Linked DNA regions of Gossypium hirsutum: regions 1 and 2 are each linked to region 3. A link is a contact called in public Hi-C data. All regions are on one chromosome and are shown on one strand. Each heading gives the region's core, a stretch centred on a gene start, on an enhancer-like site or on the middle of the called end of the contact. The rest is flanking DNA. Distances are from core to core; before and after follow the strand shown. Region 1 holds the start of LOC107948356 (dystrophia myotonica WD repeat-containing protein). Region 2 holds the start of LOC107948368 (29 kDa ribonucleoprotein A, chloroplastic). Region 3 holds the start of LOC107948364 (CASP-like protein 5A1).

Evidence for each region. A called contact is a pair of places that touch in the nucleus more often than the background predicts.
Region 1: a Hi-C map of leaf shows a contact between it and region 3, with 5 times the contacts expected there. The contact joins the promoter of LOC107948356 here to the promoter of LOC107948364 in region 3. A contact is called at or near these places in 8 of 34 Hi-C or Micro-C datasets (anther, callus, hypocotyl and 1 more).
Region 2: a contact with region 3 is called in a Hi-C map of leaf, with 2.5 times the contacts expected there. The contact joins the promoter of LOC107948368 here to the promoter of LOC107948364 in region 3. A contact is called at or near these places in 5 of 34 Hi-C or Micro-C datasets (anther and leaf).

What each region holds. Positions count from the first base shown.
Region 1 is chrA04:68,257,812-68,262,274 of Gossypium_hirsutum_v2.1, reverse strand. It overlaps LOC107948356 (dystrophia myotonica WD repeat-containing protein), which reads left to right and starts at 1,769. Exons shown (of 11, transcript XM_041111084.1): 1 at 1,769-2,395; 2 at 2,848-3,162; 3 at 3,246-3,354; 4 at 3,443-3,536; 5 at 4,195-4,282; 6 at 4,426-4,463. The coding sequence starts at 2,225.
Region 2 is chrA04:67,821,627-67,826,194 of Gossypium_hirsutum_v2.1, reverse strand. It overlaps LOC107948368 (29 kDa ribonucleoprotein A, chloroplastic), which reads right to left and starts at 2,484. Exons shown (of 5, transcript XM_016882873.2): 1 at 1,827-2,484; 2 at 1,345-1,446; 3 at 578-874; 4 at 257-358; 5 at 1-77. The coding sequence starts at 2,204. The coding sequence ends at 296. LOC121228012 (a long non-coding RNA gene) reads right to left here. Exons shown (of 4, transcript XR_005925560.1): 4 at 4,143-4,260.
Region 3 is chrA04:68,059,705-68,063,903 of Gossypium_hirsutum_v2.1, reverse strand. It overlaps LOC107948364 (CASP-like protein 5A1), which reads right to left and starts at 2,625. Exons shown (of 2, transcript XR_001697344.2): 1 at 2,037-2,625; 2 at 631-1,057. LOC107948362 reads left to right here. Exons shown (of 4, transcript XM_016882869.2): 4 at 117-557. The coding sequence ends at 194.

The DNA.
Region 1 (4,463 bases), core at 520-3,019, 200 kb before region 3:
ACATCAATTTTTCTAACGATTCTCAAAGAAATCTGCCACATCTAGATAAGTTATATTATTAAGGTCGTTAAATTTATCATCCTTGTAGGCATGGTCAGTTTTATTATTATAGTGAATATCTTCATCTTTTGCCTCTATTTCATCATTTTGGGATATAAAATTTGTCTCCATATGCTTTCCCTTCCTTTTAATGGATGCTTGATAAAGTTTCACTAAATGCTCAGACGTACGACAGGTACGTGACCAATGCCCCTTCATACCACATCGGTAGCATATATTCTCAACAATCTTTGAAGGATTATTTTGACCACTTCTTTCTTGTCTTTCATTGTTATTATTTTTCTGGTGGTTAGAAGTATCATTGTTATGACCACCATGATAACGATTACTAATACGTCCCCGACCACGTCCCCTACTACGTTCACGACCTCGGCCGCGACTTCTATATTTTCTATTTTTATAATTATTGTGTACTGCGACATTCACTTCAGGGAATGGTGCAGAACCAGTGGGACGAATTCCATGATTTTTCATCAATAGCTCATTATTTTGCTCAGCCACCAAAAGGCATGAAATCAATTCAGAATACCTTTTAAAACCTTTTTCACGGTATTGCTGCTGCAAGAGCACATTAGTAGCGTGAAAGGTTGAAAATGTTTTCTCTAACAAGTCCTTATCAGTTATGTTTTCTCCACATAATTTTAGTTGAGAACTAATTTTGAAAAGTTCTGAATTGTATTCACTTACAGTCTTAAAATCTTGCAACCGTAAGTGCATCCAATCATAACGAGCTTTAGGGAGTATCACAGTTTTCTGATGGTCAAATCGTTCTTTCAAATTTTTCCACAACTCAAGAGGGTCTTTCACAGTGAGATATTCCACTTTTAATCCTTCATGCAGATGATGACGGATGAAAATCATTGCTTTTGCAGTGTCTTGATTAGATGCTTCTTTATTTGCTAATATAGTATTTCCTAGACTTTTAGCATATAGGTGAATTTCAGCATCTAACACCCATGACAAATAGTTCTTGCCTGAGATGTCTAAGGCCGCAAATTCAAGTTTGGCAAGATTTGACATTATAATCACTTGAATCAAAATAAAAAAAATATTAATAAATTAATAAGTATTCTCAATCGTAAATAATTCAATTATATATACCAAATTTGCTAAATAATAATATGTATGTCAAATATTGGCATAAAGAGGAATAGTCATGATAATAACTTAACACAAATTAAATTAATTGAAATTTCTTTTAATAAAAAAATGTATATATAAATTATCATTATTAGATTTTAGTTGTAAAAATAAATATGCAAATGTTACCCAAAACAAATATTTCATCTAGAAAATAAAATAAAAGAATTATGAAAATACGTATACCGTATATAGTTTAACGGGAGTTATACGGGCAAATTATAAAAAGTCGAAATGACGTAAACTTCACTATGAATTCGTAGAAACTCATGCTGATAACGTGTTATAGAAAAATTAATAAAACAATAAATAAAAGAGGATGAAAATACGAGAAAATTTCATTATTTTATTTTCACTTACAAGGTACTATTTATAAGCTCCTTTACATTCAATTAATAAAGGTATTACATTGAATGAATTAAAGTTTTTTAATTACTTTATTTAATAATCTCTTAATTATAAATTAAGTAAAGAGTTTTATCTCATTACTTTAATATGCTTAAAAAGAGTTTACGACCTCCGTCTAATTTACAACAAAAAGGAGATTTTTTTAAATACAAAATAGAAAAGAACATAATTGGGGGCCGAATGGTAAGTGCCCAAAGTCAAGAAAATGGAGGTGAAAATCTGAGCATATCAAACTCAATACAAAATAAATTATAATAAAGAAAACCTGGAAATCTTTCCCATTTTCATCATCAATCCCTCTCTCAGTTTATAACTACAAAGACCGAATAAGATCACTCTCTTGAATCCTCCACCGTCCATTCCGTTGACTTCCCTTAAACTTCCCGAAAAGTCTAACCTCTTCTCATAACTCCAACCATACAGGGCCCTTCTCCTCCTTTGATCCCCCATTCCCCATTTCAACAACAGAAAATTACCCATAAAAGACTTATTTTCTTTTTGGGTTTTCTTTTGGTCTTCGGATTTAGGAAATAAGAAATTTTCAAAATTGGGAAGAAGTAGAAGAAACCCTAGTGTGTCATGATCAGATGTTATCGGGTGTAAGATAAGCGACACCATGATCAACACGGCCAACGGTACGATTTCGACCTCTTCGTCCTCGGCAAACGCTCAATCGCCGGGTTTGAAGACTTATTTTAAAACTCCAGAAGGTCGATATAAGCTTCACTATGAAAAGACTCACCCTTCTAGCCTTCTTCACTATGCTCATGGCAAAACTGTTACTCAGGTAACTTCAAATTCCTAGGGTTTCCTTTTTTTTCTTAAATTATTGAAAAGAAGACTATCTTTTGTGTTACTTATTTGGGTTTTGATCAAGACCAATCATCCGATTTCACTTTAAATTACTCTCTTTTGTTTTTCTTTATTTCTTTTTATTTTAGTGTGGGTTTTCCTTTTTGTGTTTTTGATACACTAATGTTATAATTAGATAATGAGAACATTTCCAATTTATTAGTGAGAAGAGGGGTTTTTACATGTACCCATCTGTTAGAAGAACTTGAAGAACATATTTTATTAGATCATTTTGTATCATCGGTGTTTAAGCATTATTGATTACAAGTTTAAGCTTCAAAGAGTTTGAATCAATGCCCTTAGTTATAAAGTCAAATTTTGATCGTTTTGCTTATACTTATGTATTATTCGTTTGTTGAGATTGTATTGATTAAGTCCGGCTGTCAGGTTACCCTAGCACATTTGAAGGAGAAGCCAGCTCCATCAACTCCGACGTCTTCATCGTCCAGCTACAGTGCCAGCAGTGGGGTCAGATCAGCAGCAGCAAGGTGGCTAGGTGCTGGGAACGGGAGCCGCACGCTTGGATTTGCTGGAGGGAATGGTGGGAGTAAAAGTATTGGTAGTACTAGTAGGATTGGGTCATTGGGTGCTTCAAGTTCTAGTAATTCAATCAATAATATGAATTTTGATGGGAAAGGGACTTATTTAATCTTTAACGTTGGTGATGCTATCTTTATAAGTGATTTGAATTCTCAGGACAAGGTAATTTAGCATTTTTTTTTGTTATGGTTTTTGATGTAAGAGAAGCCATCTGTTGTTTTTGAGAATATTGGTGTTTAATGTAGGATCCAATAAAGTCTATCAATTTCAGTAATTCGAACCCTATCTGCCACGCATTTGATCAAGATGCCAAAGATGGCCATGATTTGCTTATCGGGTTGAATTCTGGTGATGGTAATTCTTCTTAGCTTATTCTAATTTGCAATTTTAGCTCAAGGGTTTAAACTCTGCAAATTTATCAGTTCTGTGTGTATTACTGTAGTTTACTCTGTGTCACTGAGACAGCAGTTACAGGATGTTGGAAAGAAGCTTGTTGGGGCGCAGCATTACAATAAAGATGGTTCTGTCAATAACAGGCAAGTTTTACATTACAACATCCATTATACATTTCCTAACCTTTCTTCGCCATTCGAGTATACTTTTTAAAAATTTCGAGTTTCAAATGTTTTGTCTTAGGTCTTCATGCATGTGATTTGTAGAATTTTGTGCTTTAGAGGCTAAACTAGTACATGATGGTGTAAAGATAAATTGTGGTACCCAATGGCTTGGAGCTGGATAATTTCTATGACATCTTATATAGATTTGTTTTTCTTTTAAATGATGCATATTAAGCTTACGCCACTTTATGATATCATTTTCTTGAATCTGTTTTTGTTATTTTAATGGGGCAATATTGTCGCAATTTTTTTTCTATCCACCTAGAGACCTTGCTGCAGAGCGGCTTCGTTTGTTTTCTCTTTAACTTTCAATATTTTTAAGGTATCAATACTACCAAATATAAGGCCAGCAAGAAAGCAACTGACTTGGTCTCTCGCTGGGTTGATTTTTAAACCTGCTAGCAATATTCAACTTGTCATCTGCTGCAACTTATAGAATTTGCTTTTCTCTCAGGCTTCCCCTTAGGATGATGAAAGGGGCACTGACTTTTGTTTCTAATTGGCCTTTATGCTGAATTGATGTTTTAATTTGGTTGACTCAGCTGCCGATCTTATATATTCTTGTTATTTCCAGCAGTCGCTGTACTGGTATTGCATGGGTTCCCGGAGGTGATGGTGTTTTTATGGTGGCTCATGCTGATGGAAACATGTACGTGTATGAAAAGGCAAGTTTCTGATAATTAAAGAAGGATTTTATTTATTTTTTATATTTTTTAACTTCTGGAGGTATAACTTACAAATTTCATTATGTTCAATGCATCAAGCTTTTTTTTAAGCTTTTTTCTTTCTTTCTTTTTGTGTCATCTAGAACAAGGAAGGAGCTGGTGATTCTTCATTCCCTGTTGT
Region 2 (4,568 bases), core at 1,235-3,734, 240 kb after region 3:
TCTTTCTAATCTAATCTAAGCACAGATTGCGAATACCATCCAAATGCAGCTGCTACAATTTGCATGTTTGTAGATTCCTAGGAACATAAAGAGTTGTTCTCAGTGTGTCTGATAAAAATGCAATCCAATAAAAAACATATAAGCAACACATACCAGAATAAATATTAAGCTTTGAAAACTGAACATCTATAACCCATGGATGAAATATAAAAAAAAAGGAAAGACCAATTAAGTGCCCAAAGATTTAGACTCATACCCAAAGAACTTTAGCAGTACCGGTAGATACCAGTTGCACTCAAAATTGACGCCTTGGCCTAGACTCGGCCACTGAGACTCGAATTGGTCTGCCATCCAACTCCTGCATCAAACAAATTTTTTTAAGCAATTCACAGTCATTAATGAAGTTATTAGATTTCTGTAAGTAGCAGTTTTGTACAAAATCAAGCATATTAAAGTCAATAATGATACTGAAAAAGTATATAGCAGCCAAATGACCTATCTTATCCAGCATCTACTAATTGACTCTAAATTGCTATAAACATTCATGGATTAGAACTCAAGGTAACGATTAACTTACAACACCATTAAATGTTTTGACAGCACCATCCACCTCTTCACTAGAATTGTAAGTTACAAAGCCGAAACCCCTTGATCTACCACTTTCCCTGTCATAAACAACTTTTGCTTCCACAACCTTGCCTTGCTCACTGAACAAGGTCTCCAGTGCTAAATCATCAACGCCCCACGAAAGGTTACCAACATAGACACGATTTGAAGCACCCATGGTTGAACCACCTCTCGCCCTAGGAGAAAATTCTTCCCTACGAGGAGGAGGTGGTCCAGAGTTTACCCTCAACGCTCTCCCTTCAAGTTCCTGCAATCAGCAAGTGTAAACACAAGAAAATTTTATGATAACCTCGATTCAAACTTCTGATAGAAACTATAACCTTATACCAAAACTGATAACGTCACAGGGGTATTAGATATTAATACAGTCAAAAACTTAAGCATACTCGATATTGCGAAACACCCTTTTTCCATCCACTATGCTGGAAAAGAGAAAGTTGAGGAAACTAGAACAAATAAAAATGGAAGTTTTTTATATTCAGATGCTGAAAAAATTCATTTGCCGCAGTGGGTTCCAAGGCCAGAACATAAATGTCAATCCTCAAATTGTTCTAAAGATGACAAATATGCAAATCTTCATCCATGCGTACTCTAAACCGAAAGAGGATAACCATGTTTGTTTAAGTAGCATGTAAACGAAGCAATTAAATTATTAAATGTGCAAAATACTCTTTAAGTTCGCATATCTGCATATGAACACCCCAAAAGATGACTTACATAGCCATTGAACTGTTGAGCAGCAGCTTCCACTTCCTCAGTAGTAGACATGGTTACAAAACCAAATCCCCTACTTCTCCCAGTTACCTTGTCATAAATCACCTGTCAAAAGCAATAATTTCAACACATCAAAACGGAGTGTACATCTAGTTTGTTAACTTCCCAAATGATTGGAGTGAAGCAACAAGGTCCATATTTCAATGGATGCTCAATTAAATCACTAAATGTATATCATGACCCTTCAATTGGCTAAATGTCTTTTTAATTATTCAATTTTCATCTCGAAATTAAAAGTTTCTTCCATACTATAATTCAACATATCAGAAATAAAGGTTCATACTATGCTTGAATTCAAACTAAAGGGCAAGCCTCTGTGTGAAAACAGAACATGATGAAAACAAAGCAAGTCATTCATAAACATAAACATAAACATGGTGAATTACAGGTAAAAGCAAAGGGGGAAAAAGAAAAAAAAAATTTACCTCAACCATCTGAACATTTCCAGCACTTCCAAACAAGCCAGCAAGCTGAGCACTATCCACACTAAAAGGAAGATTGCCCACAAAAAGTTTCAAGTCAGGGGAGAACCTAGTAGCCTCTTCATCATCACTACCAAATAAACCCTCTTCCTGACCGTACTCAGATGAAACGGAAACGTTTCTAACAAAATTAGAAGGAAAAGAAGAAGACTTTTTTGTTAAAAGCGTGAAACTTTGAAGAGAGGAAGAAAAGAGAGGCTTTGCATGGAGGCGGTGGGAAAGAGAGAAGGGGGACAGTGAAATGGGAGTTGGGTTTGGTAAAGATATGGTTTTGGGTTTGAGAGATGGGAGGATGAGAGATGAAGCAGATGTTGCAGACATTTTAGCCTTTGTTTCTGCTTTAGCCAAAGAGAAGATAAGGTTTTTGAAATGGGAGAGAGGGTTTAAGAAGAGCAGCTTACATTATAGATAGTTTTATAGGAGGAGAAGTTGCCTGCTTGTCTATCTTGCCGCCGGTACTTCGGATTACATATCGTGAAATTGGGGCCGTTAGATTTTTGTTGATAAGATATTAGATTGCGATAGATTTTAGATATTTTGCTGAGGGAAAAGGCTTTGGGTTTCGGTTTGAGCGACATTTGCATAGGGCCACAGCCCCTCAAACCCAAATGAAAATGGACTAATTAGAACTGTATTTTATGTTTCTAAATTACAACCTCCATCAAAAAATTAATTTTTTTTAATTTTAAGTTAATCGAATTGAGTTATTCGAATTATTTAAGTTAAATCGAATAGGTAATTTAATTTTTGAATTCAAATCGAGTTAAATTTTACAATTTGAATAACTCAAATAATTCAAATAACATATTGGTATAAATACCCTTTTAGTCCTTATTAAGTTTGAAAATGAGCAAATTAGTCTTTCTCCCAACAAAAATTACAAAATAATTCAAAATAATTTTTAAAAATCAAAATATTTATAAAAATTCAAAAAATTATAAAAAATTCAAAAAAAATATAAAGAAAGTTAAAAAATAAAAAAATTTCTAGAATAATAATTTTGGGATTTAAATAAGTTAATTAATTATTTAAGTTTATCATACTAAATTATTTTTTATTAATTTACTTTGAAAAAGTTTTTAAATATATGTGGTTTCAAATTTATGTGTTATAACATGAAATTAGTTATATTGATTTTAATTTGACGTGTTTAAATTTTTTAATTTAACTCGAACAGTTCACTCGATTCGATTTGACTCAAATTTCATTTAACTCGACTTGATTCGAAAAAATCTTAAATTGATTTAGATGATAAAATAGGACTTGTCAACATAATTAACTCGATTCGATCGAACACTCACATGGATGTATTCACTTCGATTTAATTTTTAACAAAAATTGAATTAAATTTTTTCATTTTCTTTTTAACTTTTGAAATCAAAATTGTATTGAATAAAAATAGAAATACCCAAAACCAATAATAGCGGTTTGATTTTAAAATTTTGAGTTTTGTCAAAAAAAAATCATCTTCTTTTGAACCCCAAAGTTCTAATATATATATATATTTTATTTCATAATAATCATAATGCATGCTCTTAATTCATTTATACATTTACGAGGTAAATTAAATAATTACATTAATATTATAATCATTCATAAAACCATTTAAAAAATCATTTTAAGTTAAGTTATTAAGTTAATAAATCATTTAAAGTTGTTAAAAGAAAAGTTAATACATAAATTATTGATATATCTAATGTTTTACTTACCATTCTTTTAATTAATTATAATCGAATCATTACAATATGCCATATACTTTTTTAAATTTATAACTATCAAATATATATTCAACAACTTGTGTATAATTGTTTCTTTTATAAATAAAATATTTATAGAGTTTAATGAACTATTTTTTTAAAATTAGAATTATGCTTATAATTATGATTATTATTTTTAAGAAATGATTTACTTGCTGTGAAATATTTTAACTTTTTGTATAAAATGGTTCCAAGAGGAGAAACTGAACTTGAACCGAATTGTGCGATTTGAATGATAACATTAACATGAAACTGAACCGAACATTATAAAACCTGAACCGAATATTATAAAACCTAAACCAAATTGAATATATCGGATCAAATTGGTTTTTAGATTCTTTTAGTTTCTTTGCTCAATCCTACGGCCAACAATTGGAGACTTCTCTAAATATTTGGATCGGATTCAAATATTAAATTTATCATTATTAGGAAATTTTTATCTAAATATTATTTTTACCCAAATAAAATTAATCTTAGACGGTAAAATAAATGAAAATAGTTGTGGATTTATAAAAAAAGTTCCAAAGCTAAGTTTGAAGTGGAAACTATAGAGAAAAGATGAACACCAGCCCAGCCAAACATCACCGTATTTTTTATTTCCTCAACGTTGTTGCATTTATCTGCAAATAATGTCGTGCATATTAAAAAAAAAAATGAAACTGATTACGTTAAAATTATGTGCATTACGCGGATTGAATGAAATGTCAAAGGACTTCTTGGACAACTCCTACTCTACTCTACTCTACTCTAGATTACATCATATGAATGATTGGACACTTGAAATTTTCACTAGTTTCTTGACAGCAAGCAACGCCAAACATCACTAGTTCCTTGCAACTAAAGTGGTCCATGGCCGTTCAGGCCAGGCTACTTAAAAATTTTAGGTGTGGATTCCACTCAAAAATATATTTAAAATTTTGTTTAAATT
Region 3 (4,199 bases), core at 1,376-3,875:
AAAACTTTGTGAAACTGCAATCGATTTTGGTACAGTGCTTAAAAAATGGATTTGCCGAGCAAAATTAAGAATGCCTCAAATATGCCTTCTGTTATTAATATTTGCTATATTATCAGGAAAATGCTGTTTTACTCGAGCAAGTGGAAACGTTAAAAAATGAGCTTGTGGCAGAGAAACGGAGATGTCACACATAGTAGACAAACTTACAAAACTTCGCTCATATTTGGGTTGAGCACAACTTCACCTGACTCCTGTGCTTGCAACTAATTGGTTTGGCGTCTGCGGCTTCTCGAGTTATTCAAGTCTGGTGATGGAACTTTTTAAGTTGTTCTCTCCCTATGCATAATTTAGGCCTCGATTTTCATGTAATAGCCAATAGGTGTTTGAGGACTGGGAATTCTCTTTCCTTGGATGGTGGGTGGAGACTGGGATTAGTTTCTTACAGCTTGTTGATGCTCTATTACTAACTGTAACTACTTCCCATGCCTGCCGCCATTGAACTGATATGATAAAACTGATTGAATATTTTACATTGGAGTTGGAGCAGTACTCTGTTATCTTACTGTAGTTCATGAAATTTTATTTCAATTCAGATACTCAATTTCTTCAGACGAATTTGGTACAAAGGACTAAGCTTGAAGTTCAATAATCATTATCATTGAAAATCCATGATCAGTAGCCAACAAGTGTTAGGGATTGAGCGAATAGAGGGGTAGTAAGTAATTTATAATTTAAATACCCTGTTCCCTCAAAGATACAAGTATTGGAAGCCTAGCAAAAAATATATATACAGAGATGGTGTAATCAACAATACAGCAGATTGGAAAGTCTGCAAAAGGCTTACAGCAGAAGTGCAACACAATTATCAGTGGGAAGCCAATGACCATAAATTCAGCAGAAAGGATGGTGACATTGCAAACCAGCTGATGACGGCCATTGCTGTAGCTGTTTCAAACTTAGTGCAGTGATTCACACTACATTTATCAAGATCATTGTCAATCAAGACTGTTATGCCAGCTGATGCAGATGCAGCGGCAAATGTAAGTGTCGAAGTGATCTGCACCGAAACTGTCACCATTTTAATTCAACTACCAAATGAAGTAAATCTTACATCCCATTCAAAATAGCGAAACATCCCCACAGTCCACAGAGAGTGCAATGGCATCCTATAAATAATGTCATACTCCATTTCTAACACCTCTATTCACCAAAGCTTAGAATTTTCTTCCTTTTTTTTTTTTTTCCAAACTATCTGGAAAGTTCATTTGCAAAATCAGAATAACCAGCGATTAGTGAAATATACTACATCAGCAAGGTCTAAGTTAAAATTTTCAGGGGACTAGCAAATATGAGCCTATTTCTTTAACGATTTAAAGTATTACATTGGAGACAAACATTCGTAGGATAGTTTAACACACTATTAAAGAAAATATGGAACCACTTTAATGTAGCTTGTGAACAGATAAATGTTGTTTTCAATTCTGTACGCCCAAATAGTATGTTTCCCTATGCAACTTCGACCATGTCCAACGCATATTCGGCCATGGTATGAGGATATACCCTCCAAGAGTCCTCGAAAAAACTTCAATATTCAAAGTACCCGTACCCGTATCTGACACTCACTCGTCACTCCCCAGTAACATAGATCACTCGAGCCGAGCTCATCATATAACACTATATGCTCAGAACAGTTTAATTCAATTACAAAGGAAAAAAAAAAAAAAAGGCATCCCTTCATCAAAGTCTTGACATATCTCAAATGCATTTATTATATAAAATGTCGTATAAACATAGTAACCGTTTCCCCATATGTCAGGTTGAAAGATGCGAGAACTAAAGAAGAACTTGAAAGAAGCTTGTAGTTGATTTTAAAACTCAAACAAAAATTAGAAAAGTTTGGTGGATGGTGATGATCGAGACCAACAAATTGGATGTCATTTCAATAGCTAAAGTTTACAATCTATTGGGTGTTTGTATAAAGATTGAAACATAAATAAAAAATGAAAAGGAAATGAAATGAAAAAGGGGGTAATCACCAAAAAGCTGTGGCAGAGCGGAAGTCATTGGTGGTGGCCATGACAGAGACAGAAATGATGGAGAAAATGAACTGAGAAAGACGAAGAAAGAGGCCACCTTTAGTCCCAGGCATGCCTTGGATGTCCTTCATCCTTACTCTAGGACCGTGTACCGCCGCCTCCGTCATCGGTGGAGCCTCCACCGGGTGAACCGCCGGACGGCTCACGTTCATTGCTTCCCTTCCTCTTCATGGGAAAGTCAGGGATTTTTATAGAACTGAAAAAAAAAATCTAATATTTCATTAACTTTGCTTACAAAGTGAAGGGCGGAAAAGTCTGGGGTTGAGTTCCCTTCCCCCGTGTGTGCGGAGCTACTCAGCTCTCATTCACCCACTTTAGTTACAAAGTTTGAATCTGGGCCCTTAGTTTCATGAGAGAAGTGGGGTCTAATCTTAATCTACCATCAAAACGAAAGCACCATTGATTTGATCTCCTTAGAAAAAAGAAGGTCAAAATTCAAAGGGCATAAATGCTTTCTTTTTGGACCTGCAAATGGCAATGCAGATGGGGATTATAAATGCTTTTCTGCTGTACAATGCTTAACTTTATATCACTTTTTTTGAACAAATATTTACTCTTTACTTCTGCAACAGATATCGTTTTAGTTGTGGGTTTCAGTGTTTTGTTCTTGTTTTTTTATACATCATTAGTAACTCTTAACAAAAATAAATAAATAAAATTACAATTTCATTGTGATAGTTGTTTTCAACTTTTATATTTATTTTATCAAAATTACCATGATTTTATATAGACATTTTAGAAAAAATAAAATTTCAAAAATATTATTGCTGAAGAATTAATATGTTCAGAATTAAAAAAAAATTATCAATAGCAGATTAAAAACAAAATTAACAATAAGTAAAATTAACTATTTAATATTAATTCAAGTATTTTATTTTAATAGTTAACAATAATTTAAATTATTAAAAATTAATAAATTAACTTAAAAAAATTTTAATGCTATAAAGCCTTGAAATTTTAAATATATATAAAAAGAAAAAAGTAATCTTTTTATAAAAACTTGTTTCATTAATTTTTAATATTACATTAATTAACTTATTGTTGTTTTGTATTAAAATAAAATATTAAAAATATTTTTATTAAATCTTTTCTCAAATATTTTTAATTAGATTAAAATTGCATAGAAAAAATCATTAAAAAAATCAAACTTTAGTTATAAAATTCAATCAAACAAAATAAAGTGATAAGATTCAATATATAATTAAAGTTTTAGTTGATAAGTAGAATGAGAAATATTAATCATAAAAATTATAGAAATAAATTTCAATAATCACTAAAAGTAAAGTGAAAAATTTACACGTCAACCCATTAATATATGTTTAAAATTACAAGTATAATTACATCTGTAATTAAAAAAAATACATCTAAATAAATGTAATTAAAATTAGCCATTATAAAAAATGGAAAACTAGAATATATGCAAACTTATATAAAAATAAATCTATATAGAGTTTATATATGGTGGGGCTGAGATTCCATGTATGACACATAGGATCTTAAAATTTCAGGACCTCAACTTTCATTAAGCTAAGACATCATTAGTTGTAAGTTTATTTTTAAAAAATAACAATTCATGATAATTATATATTTTTTAATGAATAATTTATTATCAAGTAGATATTTATAAAAATCAAGATAAGTTTAATGTATTTTAGGATTTTAATAATCATTAAAAATAGAATTCTATATCATGTATACTTTTTATATCTATGAAGCATTGTAAATCATTTCCATTAATCAATAAAAATGCCTTTTTACTCTCTCTATTCTTTTAACCCACGAGCTATTATTATTTTATGTCAGGAAAATTATAAAAGTAATTTACGTCCAAGAAAAAAGCCACAAGATTTGAACCAAACACTCATTGGTACTTCAGATTTCCTTTAACCATTTAGGTATTTTATGATCTTTAAGCTTTTTATCAAGAAATTTATATAATTTTATTTGGTATGTTTTTTCTACTATTTCTTTTTTTTTATATAAAATTGTTCTTTAATCTTTCTTATGAAAGGAAAAAAAATATTTCAAGTTTTTCTTTTTTCTTTTTTTAAATTAAGGAGGTTTTGAGTTGTATTATACATTATATTTGAATAAAGAAAAGAA